Regions from separate parts of the Mus musculus genome. Here all the other regions are linked to region 1. The links are chromatin contacts, called in public HiChIP or PLAC-seq and promoter capture Hi-C maps. All regions are on one chromosome and are shown on one strand. The core of a region is the stretch at or near the end of the contact, and the rest is flanking DNA. Distances in the headings are between cores, read along the strand shown.

Region 1 (2,700 bases), core at 145-2,644:
CTGGGTGGCTTTCCTGAGGTTCATTTACTCCCTACTTCCAGGCATTGAGGGCCCCGGGTGGGCTGGAAGCCACAAGGGCCCACCCAGGTATGGCTTTAAAGAGCACTCGCCTGGCCACAGCCAACTTGGGAGTCAGGGGTGGCGAGACCCCTTGCCCTGTCTTGGGCTGTAGGGGGAGTAACTTGATGGCAGCAAATGGTTCTCCCTTCCACCTGAGGTACAAGTGTGGTAAGAGGTTGAGAAAGGTGCCAGGGTGCCAGGGAAAGTTCGTGCCCACTGCCTCCTTCTGTGGTCTCCCTTCCTCTACCGGCTACACTGCAAGGGCTGGCCAGACAGACAGTCCCGTGAGCTGCCCCACCCCCACCCCAGGAATTGCTCCCTAGGTTGTGAATGTTGAGAGACATTAGGGTCTGACAGACCTAGTTTGGAATGTGGCTTTGTTCATTCATTCATTCATTGAGCACTAATTTACAGAGTGAGTTCCAGGACACCTGGGGCTGCACAGAGAAACCTTCTTTCTCAAAAGAAAAATCACACACACACACACACACACACACACACACATATGATACCCATGTGATATATATATTATGTTAAATTTTGCCATAATAAAAACACTCATTCTTAGAGCTAGAGAAATTAGTTATTAAGAGCATTTATTGCTCTTACAGAGAATCAGGTTCGGTCCCCAGAACTGACACATGTACATGGTGCAGGTAAACACTCATACATATTAGAATAAAGAAAACACACTATAAAAAAATTGTTTTAAAGATTTCCAGGCTGCAACAATGTTTTTGGTTCTTCATAAGAAACCGCTCCATGTGGTGAGCAATGTGACCGGGAGGCTGGAGATGTAGCTAAAGAACTCTATCAGAGGTCCATGTGGTAGAGATAAGTACAGGGTGATGAGTGTGAGTGGGGCAGCTGTGTGTGTGTGTGTGTGTGTGTGTGTGTGTGTGTGTGTGTGTGTGTGTGTGTGTACACGACGGACGGTGTGTGTGTGTGTGTGTGTGTATGTGTACACGACGGACGTTAAGATCAAACACATATCCATCCAATAACAACCTGTATTTACATGCAAATGTTTCGTTTATGCAAAACAGCAGAGGTCTCGGGGGAAGCTTTTTCAGTCTCGAGCTTGTGAAGTCATTGAAAACGAAGAGCAAAGCTTTCCCCAGGGTACACCGCGTTAGCTTTGCCCCTGGGAGCTGGGCGAGTACCAGAACCAAGAAGCTGAAGAGCTCAGACCTCGCTCTCAAAGGTGAGCAGCGCCGCTGCCTGGAGGGGTGTGGGCCGTTGGTAGAACTGCGCATGTCCACGGGGAAGGCCAGTGCGCCTTAGTGCGCACGCGCCCTCTGCGGTCTTGACTACTCCCCCCCAGGGGCGGGGCAAGCGGGGCCCAAGATGGCCGCTCTCCGCTACCGGCGTTTCCTTAAGCTCTGTGAGGAATGGCCAGTGGACGAGACCAAACGGGGCCGGGACTTGGGCGCTTACCTGCGGCAGCGGGTAGCGCAGGCCTTCCGGGAGGGAGAGAACACCCAGGTGACCGGAGGGGAGGAGGGTGGGCACGTCGAAGCGATGGGCGGCAAGGGTGGGGGATCTGCGCATGCGTCGGCCGCTGCCAGGCTGCACGTGCGCGAGGTACCCATCTTGCAGTTAGCTGCGGAGTGCGACGCCTTCTGCGCAGTTTCCTTCCTTGTCTGCACAGTGTAGTAGTCAGTGAAGCGGCCCTGAGGTCCAGATGCCACTAAAGAGTCAAATTGTAAGGCGGGGTTGTTTCTTCCTTACCATCGTTAATGTGTCTGCGAGCCCAGCCTATCCCCAGACACCTCCAGCTAAGCCTCACTGCCTTCCGTCACTGTGAAACTGAGTCTCCCACACAGGTCCCTTGTGTGAGTAGTAGACCTTCTCGCCCCACTCAGGTTTAGGTTACCTTACCAAGCACGGCCATGTGCATGCATAGAACTAGGTTAGTTTCCAGGGAAATCGCAGTGAATTAGATGAGGTCTTTCTCCTTTTGCCTTTGGATTCTTATTCAGGACACGAGGAACAAATAGACTCATAAGACAGTTCCAATGAGTACTCTGATCGTGGTAAATGTAACATTAGTCGGGTTCCTGAGGCTTGCCTGAGGAAGTTACACATAGGTCGGTCTCGAGGCAGGGAGACAGTGAACACTGACTGCACTTCGGGAAGGGTGGCCAGGCACTTCAGAGGAAACCAAACTGACATATTACAGAAAAGAAAGCAAGCCTACGGGTAGTGAGTGGCATGTCTACAGCTAAGATTTGAAGCTGAAGGAAGGCAGGAGCCAGGCACAATACAGATTTTTTTTTTTTTTTTTTTACCAACAGATATGTCTCTGTACCCTGTTAATGCAGTGCCCACTGGGGCCAGAGGAGGGCATTGGATCCCCTGGAACTGAAGTTAGAAGTGGTTGTGAGCCACCATGTGGGTACTAGGAATCAAACCTAGGTTCTTTTTAACTGCCCAGCCACCTGCACTAGGGGTCAGATCTTACCAGGAAGCAAGGGAGAAGCCACCGGGGACATTTAGTCAGGGGACTGACGTGCCCTGATTTTCAAAGGTTCCTCTGGTGCTCTGGCATTGGGGAACAAGGAGCTGCAGAGAGCCTGCCGTGGTAGCACCGGAAGAGAGAGATGCCGGTGGTGGTTTGGATAATGGTAGTGGCACAGG
Region 2 (2,700 bases), core at 84-2,583, 450 kb before region 1:
AAAGCACTGTGGCATGCAGTCCACAGTCTGTCTGCCTGAGTAAGTCATGGGGCGGACAGATCCGGGAAAGAAGAGTCTCTCCAGGTCAGGCGCGGCATCCTGCGTACAGCATCCTGAATACTGCATACTGCATACAGTATGTCAGGCAGAGGGTGTGGGCCGGGGAGGCAGAAGCCGATCTGCAGCTGCTCTGCTGAGGCAGGTGAGTGATAGCTTTCAAAATGACGAGGGCTCCCTGCCATGATGCAGAAGTCTGACTTTCAGCCCTGTAGAAACTCCATAACCATGTGGACAGGGGGGGCTTTTAGAGTTTATTATTGTTAATTTTTATGTATATGTTTTCCCACTTGTACATAAGTGCATCACATTTGTGAAATATATGTAAAGGCCAGAGTGGGTGTTGGGTCCCCTTGAAACTGGAGTTATTGCTGGCTGTGAACCACTCTGTGGGTGCTAGGAATCAAATCTGGGTCCTCTGCAAGAGCAGCCAGTGCTAAGCCATCATCCCTCCAACACCATCCAGCATCTTTATAATGGGGCTGAGCAGACAGTGGTAGTTTCCCAACCTTAGAGTGAATTACTTAGGTCTATGTACATCAGCATAGGGGGTCTCTCCTGTGAGTGGGTCACCCAAGGTGGAGTCCTTTGGTTTAGGGGTTTGGTTTGGTTTTGATATTTTGTCCTTTTATAGAGAACCTATAGAAAATGCCATGTCCTGTTGATAGCAGGTGTCGGCCTGAACATGGAGAGGCATTGGCCCTCTAAGGAAGAGGTACTCACAGCTGAGGAGCAGGGGCTCCAGAGGCCCCGTGTTCACTTGTCTTTTAACACTACTGCTAATATTATTTCCAGGACCAGCAAGATGGCTTCATGCATAAAGGCCACCTGCCACCAACTCTGATACCCTGTGCCACCAACTCTGACACCCTGTGTTCAGTCCCTCTGTTATATGTGGTGGAAGAAGAAACCTGTTCCCAAAAGTTGTCCTCTGACCTCCACACATGCTGAAATAAGTCTGGCTAACTCTCCAGCCCGCTTTTCCTTTGTTGTTTAACATATTTCATTTAAAGGGAGACCTTGGTGGGCCCTCTGCTGGGCTCCTGTGTCGGGACAAGCAGGCCACACACTGTTGCTGGGTAGCCTCCTGCAGGTACTTGCAATAGAGTTGCCGCCCCCAGGGCTTCCTTTTGGGGCTGAGCTTTCTGCCTTCCACAGGGAGCTTCAATACACTGCTCTCTCCGTGTTGCCCGTTTTTGTCATAGAGTACTTGTGTTCCTTAGAGAACTGTCTTTTGACTTAAAGAAGGAAGTAGCAGGAAGCTTCGGCCACAGATAAGAGTTTCTTACCAGTGCCTGAGCGGTTCTCCCCCATTAGTCCACAGTTGGTTACTTAGCGTTGACAGTGTGGGCTGTGGCTTTAGGTTGACATCTTGCTGAGGTTTTGGCCTTCACTTTAGGGTCACAAGATAACTGCAGTTGCTCCAGGTTTCAGGTCCCCGCCTGACGTGCAAGAAGTGTAGTGTTTCTTTTTGTACAGTCTCTCTATTGTGGGAAATCTTTCCCACAGTCCCCAGGAGACATCCTCCTAGGCGCTATTGACCTCAAATGGACCCTGCAGCGCCCCTTACCCCATGCTCGCTGTGTGCCACGCTCGAGTGAACCACATCGGAACTGAACAGAATCCGGGTGCCCTGGCAGTGAGGTTTGTGCCCACGGTGAAGTAGCATCTGTGCCTATGACACCTGAGTGCTGAAGCAGGGCTCCTTGTGGTAAGAGGTCTGTGGGGTCCTTCCTGCTAGTGCTTGGCCCAGTGTGCCCTCGGGGGAGGCTGGCCCAGCCTTTCAGACACAGGGTTTGAACATTTTTTTCATATGGGCACAGAACATCCTCAAGGAAAAAGAGACAGTTTCCCCCCCTTTATAAAGGTTTGTAAGCTAGTTATGGGTGGTGTAGCCTTTGACCCCAGCACTGAGAGGCAGGGGCAAGAGGATCTCTTAGTTCAAGGCCAGCCCAGTTAACATAGCAAGTTTCAAGACAGCCAAGATTACATAGAAAGATCCTGCCTCAAACAAACAAACGGAAACAACAGTAATAACAATAAATTTAAAAGGCAGGGTTTTTGTTAACTAGGTAGAAGAGGCACAGAGTACTCCCTGGGGCTTGTGCTTGGCTGCTTTTGCACGATTGAGAACTGAACTGTGGGCCTGCCTGCCACAAGCTGGACCAGCAGTGTCCCCAGCCCCGGGCACCCCCGCTGCAGAGGTCGAGGGTACCGAAGGGCAAAGTCTTACTGGCGCTAAGTGAAGACTCCTGCTGGGTTAGGGCTTGACATGGAGATGACTAAACAAGTCCGCACCAGTGCTGACGGCTGAACTTCCACATGTCCAAGTCAGATGTCTGAGCCCGGTGCTGTCAGATACTGAACTGGCGCCTGTCCCGACCTGCTTTTGCAGTCATGTGGGTGGTAAAAATACCCAACTTTACACTGCTGGCAGTATTTGAGACTGAAGAGTTGAGAGCCATGAAAACATGAGGTGGTTTTAAAAGAGCCACCCAGAGGTCTCACCGTGAAGACCTTCCCCCGTTGGCCTCAGGCTGGCTGCAGCCTCTCTATTTGAACCGTTGTGTGTGGTGCTGCGATCACACTAACATACAGCGCTGCACCCTCAGTCCTGAAATCCTCTTTTCTGTTTTCCTCTTG
Region 3 (2,700 bases), core at 179-2,678, 260 kb before region 1:
TGATCCGTTCAGAGTAAGTTATCAGCATAAACAGTTCCTTCATCTTCCAGACAGCATGGTTGTTCCTCCCACAGCTCCCTTCAAGGTGAGCTCAGCACAGGTGGGCCTGCATCCTCCCCCCCACGTAGGAAGCCTGGTTCTCCTCGGATGTCTGGGGACCAACCATCATCCAGGCTTCTGTCCTGGCCAGCCAGGCCTGTGTTCCTTACCCCCAGTGCTGTGCTGTCCCCACCACAGATTCTGACTCTTCAAGGGAAGTGTTTGCTCGTCAGCACTGCTCTGCAGTGTGGCTTTATTGTGCTGTTTTATTGAAGGCCATTTTAAATTGCAGTCATGGCCTTGGGCCACTTCTGACTGGTGACTGCCAGGGACTAGGCAGCTCCAATTCCCAGAGGTCCCAGTGGAAGAGCGACAGACTTTCCCTAGCATCTGCAAAGCAGCACGGGCTAGCGGGGTCTGTCTCTCTGTGTCCCACACCCCCACTCCATCTGCACCCCACCCTTGCTGACCCTGCTGGGTTACCTACCATTCCATTTACTTGGAACCCCTCCCTCTGGCACCAGATCTCCTCTCCTCGGGACTGACAGGCAGCGGTAGCTACTTCACCCCGTTCCTCCATGCAAGAGACTCTCCTGAGGACCAACCAGTCCCTTGCCGACACTGTCTCAAGCCTGCTTCAGCCTGTCTCCTTTCTCTGCCTAAGATTTACTTTTTATTTTATTTTAATTTTCTAGTATGTATGTATGTATGTATGTATGTATGTATGTATGTGAGTACTGGTGTCTTGCCTGCATGTGTATCTGTGCACCATGTGTACGCACTGCCCGCGGAGGCCAGAAGAGGGCGTTAGAACCCTAAGGACTGCAGTTATAGATGGTTGTGAGCATCCTTGTGGCTGCTGGGCACCTTGAGTTCTCTGGGAGAGCAGACAGTGCTCTTAACTGCTGAGTCATCTCTCCAGAAGTAGAGATGGCTATGCACACATGGTTTAACCATAAGGCTGAGGTCTAAAGAGGGGACATGATTTTGGTGTCCCCTAGGGTTCAACATATCCCTGGTACCCTGGAATCACAGTGTCACATGCCGAGACACCAAGAGACAGGCATGGAGGCTGTCTGGTTGGGGGCCCATTGGCGGGCTTGGGGAAGGGCCCTGGGGAGTTATTGCTCAAAGTCTAGCAGGACCCAGGTGTGAGGATGTGGAGGCAGAAGCTGCGGAGACCCACTAAGGATCTTGGCTCTTTCCAGGGACACAGTGGCGGGGGGATTAGCTGTGCAGGAAAGCCCTTGTAGATGCTATCAGCCACAGGGAGGTCTGGCTTGGAAAGCAGTTTATGCTTGGGGCAACAGGGGCCGGGACTTGTGACTTACGCCACAGGGAGCCCCTGAAGTGTTGCGCGCAGACATGATCTGATTTGTAATTGAGAAAGATCTCAGCAGCTGGTGTGCAGGAGGAGAGCCCAAAGGGAGCCTGAGACTAGCCAGAGCTGATGTCACCGTCAGCAGCAGCAGGCTGGGGGAGGGACAGGCGGGATAGAGATGGGGGAGGGAGGGGTGGCACTGTGAATGGATCACCAAGGGAGTATGAGGAGGAATGGGGGGATATTCTGCTAGCATGTGGGGTGGGGAGATGCTGCCTGAGCAGGCGAGGGGTCCGGGAGTTTGGGTCTGAGAAGCTTTGGGAGAGGAACGGGCTGGGTGATGTCACATAGGAGCACTGAAATTTCTCGATACACTTATTTGTTTATTGCAAGCACCACGGCATACATGTGTACAAGTGCAGCTCAGAGGACAACTTGGAGGACTTGGCTCTCTCCTATCATATGAATCCCAGGGATCAAACTCAAGTCATCAGGATTGGTTGCGAGCATGTTTCCCTGCTGGGCCGCCTTACTGACCCCTTCTAGAACCTTGTGAAGGGTTGCAAGGTGCCTGCAGCAGAGCTCAGCGCCACACATCAAATCACGAGGGAGGGGCTTTGGTTTCCCGATTCACAGTTGGCAGAGGAATCTAGGCCAGGAAGTTCAGGCCCTTTCTCAGACCTCTCAGCAGCCCGACCTATAGAGCTGAGATGCTCCCAGGACTTAGTGTCTCACCGTGGGTCCAGCTCCACTTCAGCCCCTGCCGCCAAGCAGCCTTGGGTAAGGCTGGATTAGGACAGAGTCATAAGGAGAGGGGGTATGTTAGAGTATGGGGAGGAGCAGGGGAGGGGTCTCAGTGGCTCTAGGATGGCAAGTAGAACCTGGCTAGTTCTACTGGATCCAGTGGGCCCGAGAGCTCTAGTCAGTGTCAGTAAGTGGGGTCGTGGTAAGTGTTCTATGCCAATCTGAGAATACAGGGTTTGACTTGTTACCTAAGTTCTTTTCTATTGAAAAGCATTAATTTCAGGGGGACTCTACAGAGACCCATGGGACTTCAGAGAGCACCCCTCCCTGCCCCTTGGGGGAGGGTTAGCTGGGTCTGTGCTATCCAGATTTGATTCAAGATGCCTGTGACCATTCACGGAAGGGTGGAGGCTCAGGGATTTCTCAGCGCTTGCTCTGGGGTTCCTAAACCATACCCTAACCTCTAATCTTAACTTTCAACCCTAACCCTAACCTCCAGCATTAGCTGTGACTTCTAGCCTTGCAGTGGTTTTAATTGTGAACCTAAGACAATCTAGAATCACCTGGCAGAGGTGGTTCTTCTCCCCGCCCCCCAG
Region 4 (2,700 bases), core at 107-2,606, 290 kb before region 1:
GAAGGGTCCATATGCACTGCTGGAAGACCGGAGCAGCTAGAGCGCCGGTGTGAGCCACTCGGAGGTGAGGGAGGCTCTTCCTGGGCCAGCTGGCAGCTCCCATCCTATGTTATAAATTGAATTTTATGATCATTTCCTATTGCTGTATGGGGACTGGTATCTTGGGCCGCTTGCACACTAGGCGTGCCCTCTACTCACCGAGCTTACCTCCAGTCTCCCTCTTGTTTTTATTTTCTGTTCTCAGACAGTCTTTCTCTACATTGAACTTTTTGGTTCTGCTGCTCCAGCTTCTGGGGTAGCTGGAAAACAGGTGTGCATGCACTCCCAGCCATACAGACAGGTCTGTACCCCTCTCCCCGCCAGCCACATTGTTCAGGTCTGTACCCCTCCAACCCCCACCACATGGACAGATCTACACCCCCTAGTCACAGGGACAGGTCTGTACTGCCCTCCCCCCCCTCCCCGCTCTCTGCCATATAGACAGGTCTGTAACCCCTAGCCACACGGATAGGTCTACACCCCCTAGCCACATGGACAGGTCTAGTCTACACCCCAACCCCTAGTTCATAAGGGACACTGAGCCACGCAGATAGGTGCTGGAGACACCCAGGCTTTTATATTTCAGTAAGACAGGACGATGGAAACCCCGTAGGGCTGGACTATTCTCCTGGGGTCTCAATTTTGAGGAGGTTAAATGGGTAGATCTACCCTAGCATCCTCTCTATCCTTGATTACATGACACAGCCTAAGGCACTCTCAGGCCACAGACCTACACTAGCCTGGGGAGGCTAAGCGGCTCTCAGAACAGCCCAGGGATGGCTGAGGCACTCCGGACCAGTCACAGACCCAGCCCTGGGGTCGGCAAAGCAAAAGGGAACCAGCAGTGCCCCCCTACAAGCTTGCCTATGGTTCACAAACAAGACAGTTGCTCCTGCCTGGGCCAGGGCCAAGAGCTGCCAGGTGACATGGACAGACTAGTGACACCTCCCCCCCATCCCTTTCAGGACCTGCTGAAGCCAGCTTTGGAATGCAGAGCCTGAGGCCTGGTTCTGCCAGCTCCAGGGCTGGCTCTGTTCTCCTAGCCACTTCTCCTGGAGGCAGGAGGCCAGGGGGGCCAGAGCTAGGACAAAAGGGGCCCCAATTAGCATTGTGCCAGCTGTCCCTGAACCACGTCTGCCCTCAGAACCACCAAGGAGCTGTGGAGCCCCAAGGAAGGAATCTGAAGGACCTGGACCCCTTTATAGTCTCATGAGGGTCTCAGAGCCCAGATGTCCACTGAGCGCCCCGGGTAGTCTCAGGCTTCCTGGCTTCTGTCAGCCTCTCTGTATAGTACCCTGGCCCTGCCCCAAGCCTCGGCTCTGGCCCCGAGCATCACCAGGCCTGTTCCCCAGACAGCTCTCTGTGCTGAACAGCACACGCGCGCCAGGATCTCACTTCATTTGGCAAGGGTAGCAATTAGCATCTAATGAGCCTTCTTGCTTTATTTTTAGGTAACCTCTGAGGCCCTGCCCGTGGAATTCAGCCCGCCATTGCTGGCACATAATTAAAGCATGTCACCATAATTTGCCTTTTTTCCCCCTTACAAAGCCATAATTATGTTTTTATTGCAAGTGAAGGGGGGAAAGCAGGGGAAAAGAAAACAAAGAGAGGCGGGGCCGGGGCAGGAACCCGGGCTAGGCTTCCTTAGCCAGGGTCTCCCTGCCTTCTGGGGGCCACTTCCCCTCAGCATCTCTGGGAACTCCCTCTAGCCCTGCCTGATGGCCCGCCCAGGGGAGAGCAGAAACTGTGTCCGAAGGGATGATTCCTAAGTTGGGAGCAGGCACGAGGGAGCCCCTGCATCTTCTGCAGTTGTTGGAAATTTTCCATAATAAAAAGTTAAATGAAACTCTGCTCCCAGGAAGGAGTCTGCTGGCTGCTTTCTGGGCTTGCCAGAGCAACGTCTCTCCATCATTAATTAGTGCTCTGTGTGTGTGTGTGTGTGTGTGTGTGTGTGTGTGTGTGAGGGGGTGAATGTGTGTGTGTGTGTGTGTGTGTGTGTGTGTGTGTGTGTGTGTGTGTGAGGGGGTGAATGTCCCTTCCTGGTGGGAATGCCTGGAACCAGATGCTCCCAGCCCCCAGCCCCAAAGTCTCAGGTGCCCCCCATTCACCCGAATCTGATCATCTGGCAACTGTGCTGGAGTCCAGCATGCAGACGGCAGCCATGATGGCGAGGGGCGGGGAACAGCTTATGTTTTCAAAGGGCTTTCCAGGGATGTCCCCCCCTCCTCAGGATTCCTCAGGGGTGGGGGTGGGGGATCTGGGGAAAGCGTGGACCAGCAGCACTACCGCCCAGCTTCTTCCCAGCATGCACTGGGAATGAGGAGTCCGGGATTCCAGCTAAGGCTCTGCTACGGACTGCTGGGTGTCCTTGGACAAACTGCCTTCCTTTTCTGGTCCAGTTTCTTCCCCCTTAAGATGAGGAGGTGAGCTCTGAGCTCAAAGCTGAGTAAGCAACAGAGATCCTACCCTGTGGAAAGGGGAGGAATAGACTGAAGAGGTTTGGGGGGGCAGTTACTATGGTAACTGTGCCCCTAATAAGGGGCAGGGGAGAGACCGAACATACAAATGAGACCATTCTCTTCTCCAGCTTTGGTGGATTGGCTGAGGCCTTTTTAGTGCGAGGGAGGGAGTCACAGAAGGGGGTGGAAGAAGGCCCAGAGG
Region 5 (2,700 bases), core at 117-2,616, 420 kb before region 1:
CAGCCTGGTGGTTGTAGGCCGGCGCTTCTAGGAGCTAGGACGAGGGGGAGGGGCGCAGAGCCCTTTAGGCGCGGGAAACGGCGCACCCCGACCACATGCACCGCCACGCGGGTGCGCCCGGCCCCACTTCCTGCCAGAGGGGGCACCCAAGCCCGCCTTGGGGGCAGGAAACCTGGTGCGAGTCGCAGGAAGAAAAAAACCCCTTCCTCTCTCCATGAAAACCAAAGCGGGGGGGGGGGCAGAAACGGGGAGTCGAAGGGACTAGTTCTAACAGAACCCAGCAAAGCAGAGGAACCAGTTTGTGGGGGCGGAGGGCAGGCCTGGCCCTGGAGGTTGAAGAGGCGCGGGGCAGGGCCAAAGGTGTGTGTGGGGGTGGGGGGTGAAACCCCGAAACCCAGGCCCTCGCGATCCGGCCTCGTCCACGCACAGTACTACTCTGGGAAAGGCGGAGGAGAGGCCAGAGAGGAATCTCGGGTCGCCGGGCCCCTCCCCCGCACTTCTAGAACTTCCCTGGCTGAGGGGGGCGCGCGCCCACCTCCCGCCGCTGCGCAGCGCGCGCCCCTCCCTGAGGCCGGGCTCGCCGAGCGCGAGGTGCACGGGCGCCGCTGGGTGCACAAGCGGCGCTCGTCGCAGTCGCGCGCCCCCTCCCCCTCCGCGCGCCGTTCCCCGGGGTCTCCGCACCCCACGGTCGCAACCCGGGCACCCTCAACCTGGGGACCGGAGGACGCGGCGCCCCGCGGACACCCACCCCGGCCCCGCCGCCTGCGAGCACAGTGCGGCCTCCCCTTTCCCGCGGCCCGCGCAAGCCCGGGGCCTGGGAATAAAGCGGGCAGCGCGCGCCGCAGGCCCCCCGGGCGCGCCGCGGACACTCACCGCGAGCTCCGCAGGCCGCCGGCGGGGCGCGCTCGGGGCTGCCGGGTGCGGCGTGGCTGGGCTCAGGGCACCGGCCTGGGCTCTGCCGCCACCGCCGCCGGTCGCAAATGCGGATCTGAAACCGGGAGAGGGCAGAGGCGCTGAGACCGCTGCGTGCGCGCCGCCCGGGCCCCCGCCGGGGATGTGTGTCACATCCGAGCTGGGGCGAGGGAACACTGACGGATCCCGCTCCCCTGGAGGATGGCGAGGGGCAGGAAGCTGGGCACGGCCCGTGCGCGGCCTCAATAAATAATAATGTGATTAGATTCTAGACCTACAGGAAAAAAAGAAGCCACCCGAGCGGCGGCGAACTCACGCCTTCTTGGAGCCGCGCCAACACCAGAAATAGCCCCGACTCGGAGTCCCAATTAGAGGAGCGCAGCCCCGGCTCAGGGGAGCTTAAAAAGAGCGACCCAGGGGCAGGGGGGACGGGCCCGCCCGCGCCAGCCGTGTCACCGGGGGGCGGGGCCATGCAAATGAGCCCGGGGATTTAAAAGGGCGGCCGCCCGCCAGCTGCCGCCGCCGCGCGCGGGTAGCTCGCCACTGTGCGCGCGGTTTCCGCGGGCACGCGCGCCGACGGCCCTCGTTTCTCACAGTTCCCGAGCAGCCTGGCGTTGGAGGAACCGGTGACGGCGGCCCTGCTGTTTAAGTGGGGACCCGGGGACACACCTACAGGAGCCCCCCCGTGGACTCCGGCCTCGCGGGGAGGCGCGCGCTGACGCCTGTGCCCTCGGACGTCCACGCGTACCCTAAGGAGCTTCTCGCGGCCCGGACGCCGCCCCCCCCCCCCAGCCCATGTCGAGGGCCTCTCCTTAATTCCCCTCTGCCACCAAGCAGGTGACGGCGTGTGCGTCTCCGGAGGCCTCCAGGCGCGTAAAAAACAAAGTCTTGTGAAACCCAAACGTGAAACTTGGCCAACGCCAACGGTTTAAATCTAGTAACGGCCGCCACCCAGGTGCAGGCTTCAAAGGAGCCGAGCGATTGGCCGCCTCGCCGGGACATCGCGGGGAGGAGCCACGGGTGGCCAGCTGCTTGGTGTTGAGGAAGCACGAGGTCCCTCTGGTGTGATTCCCCGCCCCCGTGACTTACGACTTAAGACAAGGGGCGCCTGGAAGCCCCTTGAGGGCAGGGGTTCGAGTTTCCCGCCTCTGGGCGCCTGGGTCAACAAAAGACTTGTTGCTGGGCCGGAGGAAGCCTAAGTGGGAAGATGGCGGGCGGTGGGGCGCGCCCTGCAGGCCGGGCGCGGGCCCTTGGACGCACCTCCCCACCTCGGTTCCCCGAGTCGGCCTTTCCACACCTCTCGTGATGCAGGGAATCGTAATTCGGGCCCAGTGACACACGACTGTGACTCATAACTCTGTTCCCCTTCCTCCGCGGTCAGCCCTCTCCTCGGGGGGCGCGCGGGCGGTGGAAGGGTACGCGGGGGCCCAGCGTGCGCCCGGCTGGAGGCGGGGTGGGAGCCTTGGGGAGGCGGGCCTCCCAGTTTCAGGAATGCCTCAGGAATGTTTCCGGTGGGGGGTGGGGAGCGCGGCGGGCCCGGCTACCCCCCACCCCCCACCCCCGGGCCGTAGGATGGCGCCCTGGGCGCAGGGCAGCACGTGCTCGGTGGGGGTGGGGCGCAGCGGTCAGGCGCGGGAGGCCACGGCAGGCCGCGGGTCCCGGACCAAGGTCCAGGTGACCCTCAGTTCCAGGGGTGCCCCTGGAGAAGGAGGAAGTCATGGAGGGGCGTTCCCAACGGGTGGAGGGGAGCCTAGGGCGCCGGGGCAGTCTGGGGGAGGAGCGGCTGCC
Region 6 (2,700 bases), core at 4-2,503, 370 kb before region 1:
CAAGAAAGACGCGTTTTCTCCTGGTTAGTCGAGGAAGCCCCTGGTGGCCCTGGCAGCCCGCCCTCGGGTTCGGGCTGGAGAGGAGTGTCCTGGTTTTCAGATGGGGGCGGGGTTGTGGGTCAGGAGGACGAAGAGAGAAGGGGGTTCAACTAGACTCCAGGCCTCCCTCCCTGGTTTTCTCCCCTATGCCCTCTGCCCTCCTCCTCCTCTACATCTTCCTCCTCTCCCTCCCTAGCCCCTCCCTGCCCCCTCCACCACCTCCCTTTCTTCTCTTCCCGGGGCAAGAGCTGCTGATTTGCAATTCAATTGGAGCCAAGTGCTTGCTAAGCTGCTAAAACAACTGAAAGCTACTAGGGAGAGGGGAAGAAAAAAAAACCGTTACAAGCATTTTACCAATAATTATGCAGCAGCTGCCCCCACCCCCAAGCCTTCCTCTTTTGCTCTGTACGTGGTCTGAGGGGGGGGGGTAGGGGGGAAGGAGTGGGAGGGAGCAGAAGGGATCTGAAGAGGCCTCAGGTTCCCTCCTTCCCTCTGACTCTGACCTGTGTGTGTGTGTGTGTGTGTGTGTGTGTGTGTGTGTGTGTGTGCCCTTGTTGTGGTCTCCAGAGCTTGCTGAGGTCTGGAAGAGGCTGTCTGAGCCGAGCCACTAGGGGTAGGAGGAGAGGAACGGATCCCTCTCACCTGGAGCTCATTTGTCTAACTCCGAGGATGCATCAGAACTGGGGGTGGGGTGGTGTGGTGTGGTGTGTGTGCCTCTGAGGAGGGGATGAAAAAGAGAAAGGTCCCTGTCTGACGAGGTAGAAGTGAGCCGTGGTGAGTCTCAGGTAACCCCCACTGCAAAGTGTCTGCGGCCTGCCAGCATCTGTGGCCATTTATAAGTGTGTGCACACATGTGTGTGTGTGTGTGTATGTGCACGCGCGCGCCTGTGTGCACACACACATGTGCTCCTGCTGTGGCCCCGGCGATGGCCGACTCCTGAGCTTGACTTGATTTGGGTGTAGGAGCAGCAGGGACCTCTGAGGAGAAGCTGCCTCTACAGTGGACATTTCAAGGGGTCTCTGGGGGCCCCCCAGTGATCCTGATCTTCTCGTGGGCTCTCAGAGTGCTGCACTGGAATGAGCAGCCTGGTTGGGTCCACCCATGGAGAGGAGGGGACAATGGGAAAACCAGGGCTGGCTGTCCCAGGCCTTGCTTCAGAGATGGTTGGGACTGCTGAGTCACCCAGGCCCTGCCAGGCCTGGGAGGGAGGCAGCCTGGGCCACTCCAGTGTGCTCCCAGTGACGTTGGCCCAGCCTCTAGATCATGGTGAGCAAGCCTTGCATGGTGTCAGACTCTGCTCCTAACACTCTAGAATGCAGGGGCTTCCCGGCATCTACTTCATATTGGGGAGAACCCCGGTGATGGGGGTGTCACTGGCCCCCTGGCATTCTGAGTGTTGAGCCCACAGAATGGCCTGTCTCGATGTTAGACTTCAAAGCATACTCACAAGAACGTGTATATCTGGGGACAAGGGGCTCAAGTCCCTGAGATGGAGTGGCTAGGATTTTGGTGATATTTTACCCAAGGACAGACACAGTTGCCACAATAGGAGCCAGGGCTCAGGGGATCCTTTCCTTCTGTCCCTGTGTCCCTCTGTCCCTCTGCTGGATGTGAAGAGGCTCAGCTGCCGGGTCTGTGCCTCCTAGGACGGTAGGGATTGGTGTGTGTTGTGAGGCAGGCAGGCTACAGTGACTGATGGTCTGGAAAGATGGAGGGGTAGGGAGGGCAGAAAAGGCTGTGGTCTGTGTTCCTTGGGTCCCTTTTAGTGATATTAATGGTTCAAGCTGGGGACAAGGGACTTCTTCACTAATGAAACAGAGAGAGAGAGAGAGAGAGAGAGAGAGAGAGAGAAAGAGAGAGAGAGAGAGAATATGAGATGAGAGATTGGACCAGAAACTCAAAAGCCATTTATGGAGGCAAGAAGGTTAACTTGGAGAGGGCAGAAGGGGAGCTGGAGAGCCATGTCTGGAGTGTGGGGTGGGGGTGCCCCCCCCCCCCCCCCGCCCAGGTCTGCCTCCCAGCCCTGATGGAGACTAATTCTTGGCAGGGGGACTGGGATCTGCTGTTGTGATTTCTGCTTTCCTTCCCTCTGAGGGGATTACAGGGGTACCGCCCCCCTGGAGAGTGCTTTTGGGGTGCAGTTGGGGCTAGAGCTGTGTGCTATAGCTGTCAGGTCTCCTGGCTTCTTCTAGGAGGAATTTCGAGCTCACACAATCACACAATGAGCAAAGTGGATGGAAACCCAGGCCATCTTTGGGGAGCAGATGCCAGGCTCTGGGGATTCATCACAATTCTATTGCCTTAGTCTGGCCTGTCCTGGCAAGAGAGGGAGTAAGAGTGTGTGGAGCACACCTGCTGAGGGTCTAGAGTCGCTGAGGAGAGAGGAGGATGTGGCTGTGCCAGCCATGGGGCAATGACAGCGCTGGGCACCTCAGGCCTGAGGTTTAATCCTGGTCCCTCCAGAGTCATTACCAGCCCACTTACTGTATCAGGCAATGACAACCCTGTGGGAATGGGCCAGTAGGATCTTCTGAGAGCAGATGTTGTGGGTGGTCCTGACAGACTGTAGGCTCCAACCTGTGCCCTTGTAAGAACTCAGAGGAAGACAGACTCCGTGAATCACTATTTCCTTTGCATGGGAGAGAGCTGAGGCCTGGAGG
Region 7 (2,700 bases), core at 51-2,550, 330 kb before region 1:
TCACCCGACACACATTCACTTCCAGACACAGGTCATTGACAGCTGTAATGGAAACCCCTCAGTGCCAGGCCTAACTTTAGCCTTGGTAAAAGTCGTGTGTGTGTGTGTGTGTGTGTGTGTGTGTGTGCGTGTGTGCGTGTGTGCGTGTGTGCGTGTGTGCGTGTGTGCATGTACATGTGTTTAGGGTGGGAAAGAGGGAGAGAGGGACAGGGAGAAAGAGAGGAAAGAGTTGGGGCTAAGATGCTCACTGGGACACAATGGTCATCAGCACCACTGCAGGCTCAGTGAGGTGAGAGGGCAGGGCCGAGAGTGCTAGGGAGAGACAGGCTTCTCTGGCTGTGTGCAACACACACACACACATACACACACACACATACACAAATGCACACATACATATACCACATACATAACACACATATATACATACCATACACACTTACATCTCCCATATACACACACACCACACACATAATCACACATACACAGACACATACCCTCACACAATATGCACACACACAAATACACACACATACATACATACCCTACACACACATATACCACACACACACCATTCATACAAAACATACACACCACACCTACATCCCCCATATATACACACACACCTCACACACACAATCACACATACACAGACTCACACGCACATATACCACACATACATTCTCAACACTATACACATACACACACACATACCACACATACACACCATACAAACCCACATTTCCCCATACTTACACACACCACACACACTCACATACTCACACAGACAATTCACACACACCGTCACACATACTCACACCTACACTCACACATGCACAAGCTCACACACACATATCACACACATATACTATACACCCACACTCATATACACATATACACACTTGCCTACCATATATATTCATACATACATACACACATACATACATGTATATTATACACACACACACAAATGCACACATACATACACACCCCCACATATACCACACATACACACTCACATCTCTCCACATACATACACACCACATACATAATCACACATACATCTCTTACATATACATATACATATACATATACATATACATATACATATACATATACATATACATATACAATGTATATATATATTTAAGAGGTGAAGGTTTGGACCCAGGGATTCAGGTGTCGAGAAGAGAAGGTCAGGTTATATTCTACTTGTGAGCTCACAGATCCCTGAGTTTGCGTGGGCTGAGGTTGTTGAGCCCAGCCCAGCCCAGCCCAGGCTTCAGCACCTCGGAGAGCGGCACCCTGGCCCTCCTGGGCTGCCTGTAGCCAGCTTCCTGCTCCTAGGCAGTCTGTGGAGGCTGAGCAAAGCCTCTGAAACACAGGCCGCTTCCCCTCTGCTTTGTTACTGATTTCTTTCTTATCCACACACATTTATTCCTGGACACTGCTGTGACCAGGCAGGTCCGGCTCAGCTAGAAAGCTGAGATGAAAGAGTTGAGGTGCTTGTCTCCAACAGTCAGCAAGCACGGTGTGTGTGTGGGTATGTGTGTGTGTGTGCGCATGTGTGCACGCACACGAGTGCTTGCAGGATGGAGAGGCCAGGCCAGGCCAGGAAAGAGCTTCCTTTGGGAGATCTAGGATTGGGCCTGGCCCTGAGGGTGTCCTGGAGGGGTCTGTTCTTGTTACCTTCAGAAGGCCATGTTCCTCCCGGAAGCAGGGCAGATGGAGCAGGCACCCAGGCAGACTGGTGTCTTCCCTGCGTGAGCGGGCTGCAGGTCCTTTTGGGCCCTTAGTTCCTCTGAAGTGGAGGTAATTCTAGTTTTGAGGCCCCGTGAGGTTTGGAGGGCATGCCCACCCAGGGCGAGCACTTGGCGTCCTAGACTGGGGCTTCTCCCCCTCCTGGGTCTCTACAGTCCTTGACTCACGCTTGCTACATCTGGCTCTATTTTGCTATAGACAGAGTGATCATGTGGCTATTCTATGCAAATTCTATGCAAATTTTTAACAAGCCAGAAGGAAGCTAACGATGCCTTGGGACCCAAGGGAAGCCTTGGGTCTAGGAAGCAGCAAGGCAAGGAGAGGAAGGAGGGGATGGGAGGGGACCGGGAGGGGACCAGGAGGGCTCGGGAAGGCCCGGAGGCCTTTGCCACTTCAGAGAAAGTCCTGCCTGGCCCTGTGTCAGATTTAGGAATGTGGGGAGAGGGGCAGGATGAGTTACTAGCTACCTAGAAGATGGGAAATGGAGAAAGAGAAGGAGGAGGGAGAGGAGGAAGGGGAGGAGGGAGGGGAGGAGAAAAGGGAGGATGGAGGATCTGAGTCAGAGTAACAGAGGCAACCAGGCAGGCTCTGGCTCACAGGTGGCCTCAGTTTCCTCGTCTGTGAAATAGGCATGATACGCAGGATGTGAACTGGTTGGGAGGGGTCAGTGAGGCAGCACAGGGTAAATGTTAGCTGTTGGAGGAGAGCTGTGTGGTTGTGAAGAGGCGAGAGGGAGGAGGCAGAAGACTGAATGAGAGTGGGGGAAGGGCTGGCGATGGGGAAGGGGTTTCAGGACCACTGTCTGGCTACAATCCAGGTGTCAGCCAGCGATTTGAGCTTGCTTGTTCTTCAGTGTCTAGCTGCATTTGAGGGCTGGCTGAGCTGTGGTAGCAGGCCTCTTGAGTGGCCATTCTCTTTGTGGGTAGGGAACAGTAAGAGGGA

The links. Promoter capture Hi-C pulls out the DNA fragments that hold promoters and counts their contacts. HiChIP or PLAC-seq counts read pairs in DNA pulled down with a chosen protein or histone mark.
Region 2: a contact with region 1 is called in an H3K4me3 HiChIP or PLAC-seq map of bone marrow-derived macrophages, with 6 times the contacts expected there. The contact joins the enhancer-like site here to the promoter of Uqcc2 in region 1. A contact is called at or near these places in 6 of 39 promoter capture datasets (the 3T3-L1 cell line, the C10 cell line, embryonic stem cells and 3 more), 2 of 115 datasets of contacts at active chromatin or transcription factors (bone marrow-derived macrophages and memory CD8 T cells) and 1 of 9 other capture datasets (embryonic stem cells).
Region 3: an H3K27ac HiChIP or PLAC-seq map of differentiating embryonic stem cells shows a contact between it and region 1, with 2.3 times the contacts expected there. The contact joins the enhancer-like site here to the promoter of Uqcc2 in region 1. A contact is called at or near these places in 11 of 39 promoter capture datasets (the 3T3-L1 cell line, the HPC-7 cell line, the SN4741 cell line and 5 more), 1 of 15 datasets of contacts at CTCF or cohesin (the NIH/3T3 cell line), 5 of 484 Hi-C or Micro-C datasets (B cells, the CH12 cell line, cerebral cortex and 1 more), 13 of 115 datasets of contacts at active chromatin or transcription factors (differentiating embryonic stem cells, embryonic basal ganglia, embryonic hindbrain and 4 more) and 1 of 9 other capture datasets (embryonic stem cells).
Region 4: an H3K4me3 HiChIP or PLAC-seq map of embryonic midbrain shows a contact between it and region 1, with 4 times the contacts expected there. The contact joins the enhancer-like site here to the promoter of Uqcc2 in region 1. A contact is called at or near these places in 1 of 39 promoter capture datasets (embryonic stem cells), 1 of 484 Hi-C or Micro-C datasets (nephron progenitors), 6 of 115 datasets of contacts at active chromatin or transcription factors (astrocytes, embryonic forebrain, embryonic hindbrain and 3 more) and 1 of 9 other capture datasets (embryonic stem cells).
Region 5: a contact with region 1 is called in a promoter capture Hi-C map of pre-B cells, with 4 times the contacts expected there. The contact joins the promoter of Hmga1 here to the promoter of Uqcc2 in region 1. A contact is called at or near these places in 17 of 39 promoter capture datasets (3T3-L1-derived adipocytes, the C10 cell line, the HPC-7 cell line and 10 more), 1 of 15 datasets of contacts at CTCF or cohesin (the NIH/3T3 cell line), 3 of 484 Hi-C or Micro-C datasets (CD8 T cells, Sertoli cells and pre-B cells), 26 of 115 datasets of contacts at active chromatin or transcription factors (the NIH/3T3 cell line, T-cell acute lymphoblastic leukemia, Th17 cells and 21 more) and 2 of 9 other capture datasets (adipose tissue and liver).
Region 6: a contact with region 1 is called in an H3K4me3 HiChIP or PLAC-seq map of embryonic forebrain, with 7 times the contacts expected there. The contact joins the enhancer-like site here to the promoter of Uqcc2 in region 1. A contact is called at or near these places in 2 of 39 promoter capture datasets (cranial neural crest and embryonic stem cells), 4 of 484 Hi-C or Micro-C datasets (bone marrow-derived macrophages, embryonic stem cells and nephron progenitors), 20 of 115 datasets of contacts at active chromatin or transcription factors (VIP interneurons, bone marrow-derived macrophages, craniofacial prominence and 13 more) and 1 of 9 other capture datasets (macrophages).
Region 7: an H3K4me3 HiChIP or PLAC-seq map of embryonic limb bud shows a contact between it and region 1, with 4 times the contacts expected there. The contact joins the enhancer-like site here to the promoter of Uqcc2 in region 1. A contact is called at or near these places in 11 of 39 promoter capture datasets (the C10 cell line, HPC-7-derived erythroid cells, cranial neural crest and 6 more), 1 of 484 Hi-C or Micro-C datasets (trophoblast stem cells), 7 of 115 datasets of contacts at active chromatin or transcription factors (bone marrow-derived macrophages, embryonic basal ganglia, embryonic limb bud and 4 more) and 2 of 9 other capture datasets (adipose tissue and embryonic stem cells).

Annotation. Positions count from the first base shown.
Region 1 is chr17:27,132,585-27,135,284 of GRCm38.p6, reverse strand. It overlaps Uqcc2 (ubiquinol-cytochrome c reductase complex assembly factor 2), which reads left to right and starts at 1,394. Exons shown (of 4, transcript NM_026063.2): 1 at 1,394-1,545. The coding sequence starts at 1,408.
Region 2 is chr17:27,587,129-27,589,828 of GRCm38.p6, reverse strand. The region is part of intron 2 of Nudt3 (nudix (nucleotide diphosphate linked moiety X)-type motif 3); the gene reads left to right. Among named protein-coding and RNA genes, the nearest start is that of AI413582, 23 kb to the right of the region's middle. Within about 2 kb of position 1,333, at least 78 of the 459 cell types and tissues checked have an H3K27ac peak or open chromatin away from gene starts, as enhancers often do. A contact at or near this core is called in bone marrow-derived macrophages, hematopoietic stem and progenitor cells and memory CD8 T cells, where this site is marked.
Region 3 is chr17:27,391,814-27,394,513 of GRCm38.p6, reverse strand. No RefSeq gene overlaps it. Among named protein-coding and RNA genes, the nearest start is that of Gm35007, 6.8 kb to the left of the region's middle. Within about 2 kb of position 1,428, at least 26 of the 459 cell types and tissues checked have an H3K27ac peak or open chromatin away from gene starts, as enhancers often do. A contact at or near this core is called in cerebral cortex, differentiating embryonic stem cells and hippocampal neurons, where this site is marked.
Region 4 is chr17:27,421,572-27,424,271 of GRCm38.p6, reverse strand. It overlaps a transcript of Grm4 not described here. Among named protein-coding and RNA genes, the nearest start is that of Gm35007, 23 kb to the right of the region's middle. Within about 2 kb of position 1,356, at least 82 of the 459 cell types and tissues checked have an H3K27ac peak or open chromatin away from gene starts, as enhancers often do. A contact at or near this core is called in embryonic forebrain and forebrain, where this site is marked.
Region 5 is chr17:27,555,240-27,557,939 of GRCm38.p6, reverse strand. Hmga1 (high mobility group AT-hook 1) reads right to left here and starts at 1,366. Exons shown (of 5, transcript NM_001025427.3): 1 at 1,229-1,366.
Region 6 is chr17:27,499,549-27,502,248 of GRCm38.p6, reverse strand. The region is part of intron 2 of Grm4 (glutamate receptor, metabotropic 4); the gene reads left to right. Among named protein-coding and RNA genes, the nearest start is that of Grm4, 12 kb to the left of the region's middle. Within about 2 kb of position 1,253, at least 15 of the 459 cell types and tissues checked have an H3K27ac peak or open chromatin away from gene starts, as enhancers often do. A contact at or near this core is called in embryonic forebrain, where this site is marked.
Region 7 is chr17:27,465,426-27,468,125 of GRCm38.p6, reverse strand. The region is part of intron 3 of Grm4 (glutamate receptor, metabotropic 4); the gene reads left to right. Among named protein-coding and RNA genes, the nearest start is that of Grm4, 47 kb to the left of the region's middle. Within about 2 kb of position 1,300, at least 43 of the 459 cell types and tissues checked have an H3K27ac peak or open chromatin away from gene starts, as enhancers often do. A contact at or near this core is called in embryonic limb bud, where this site is marked.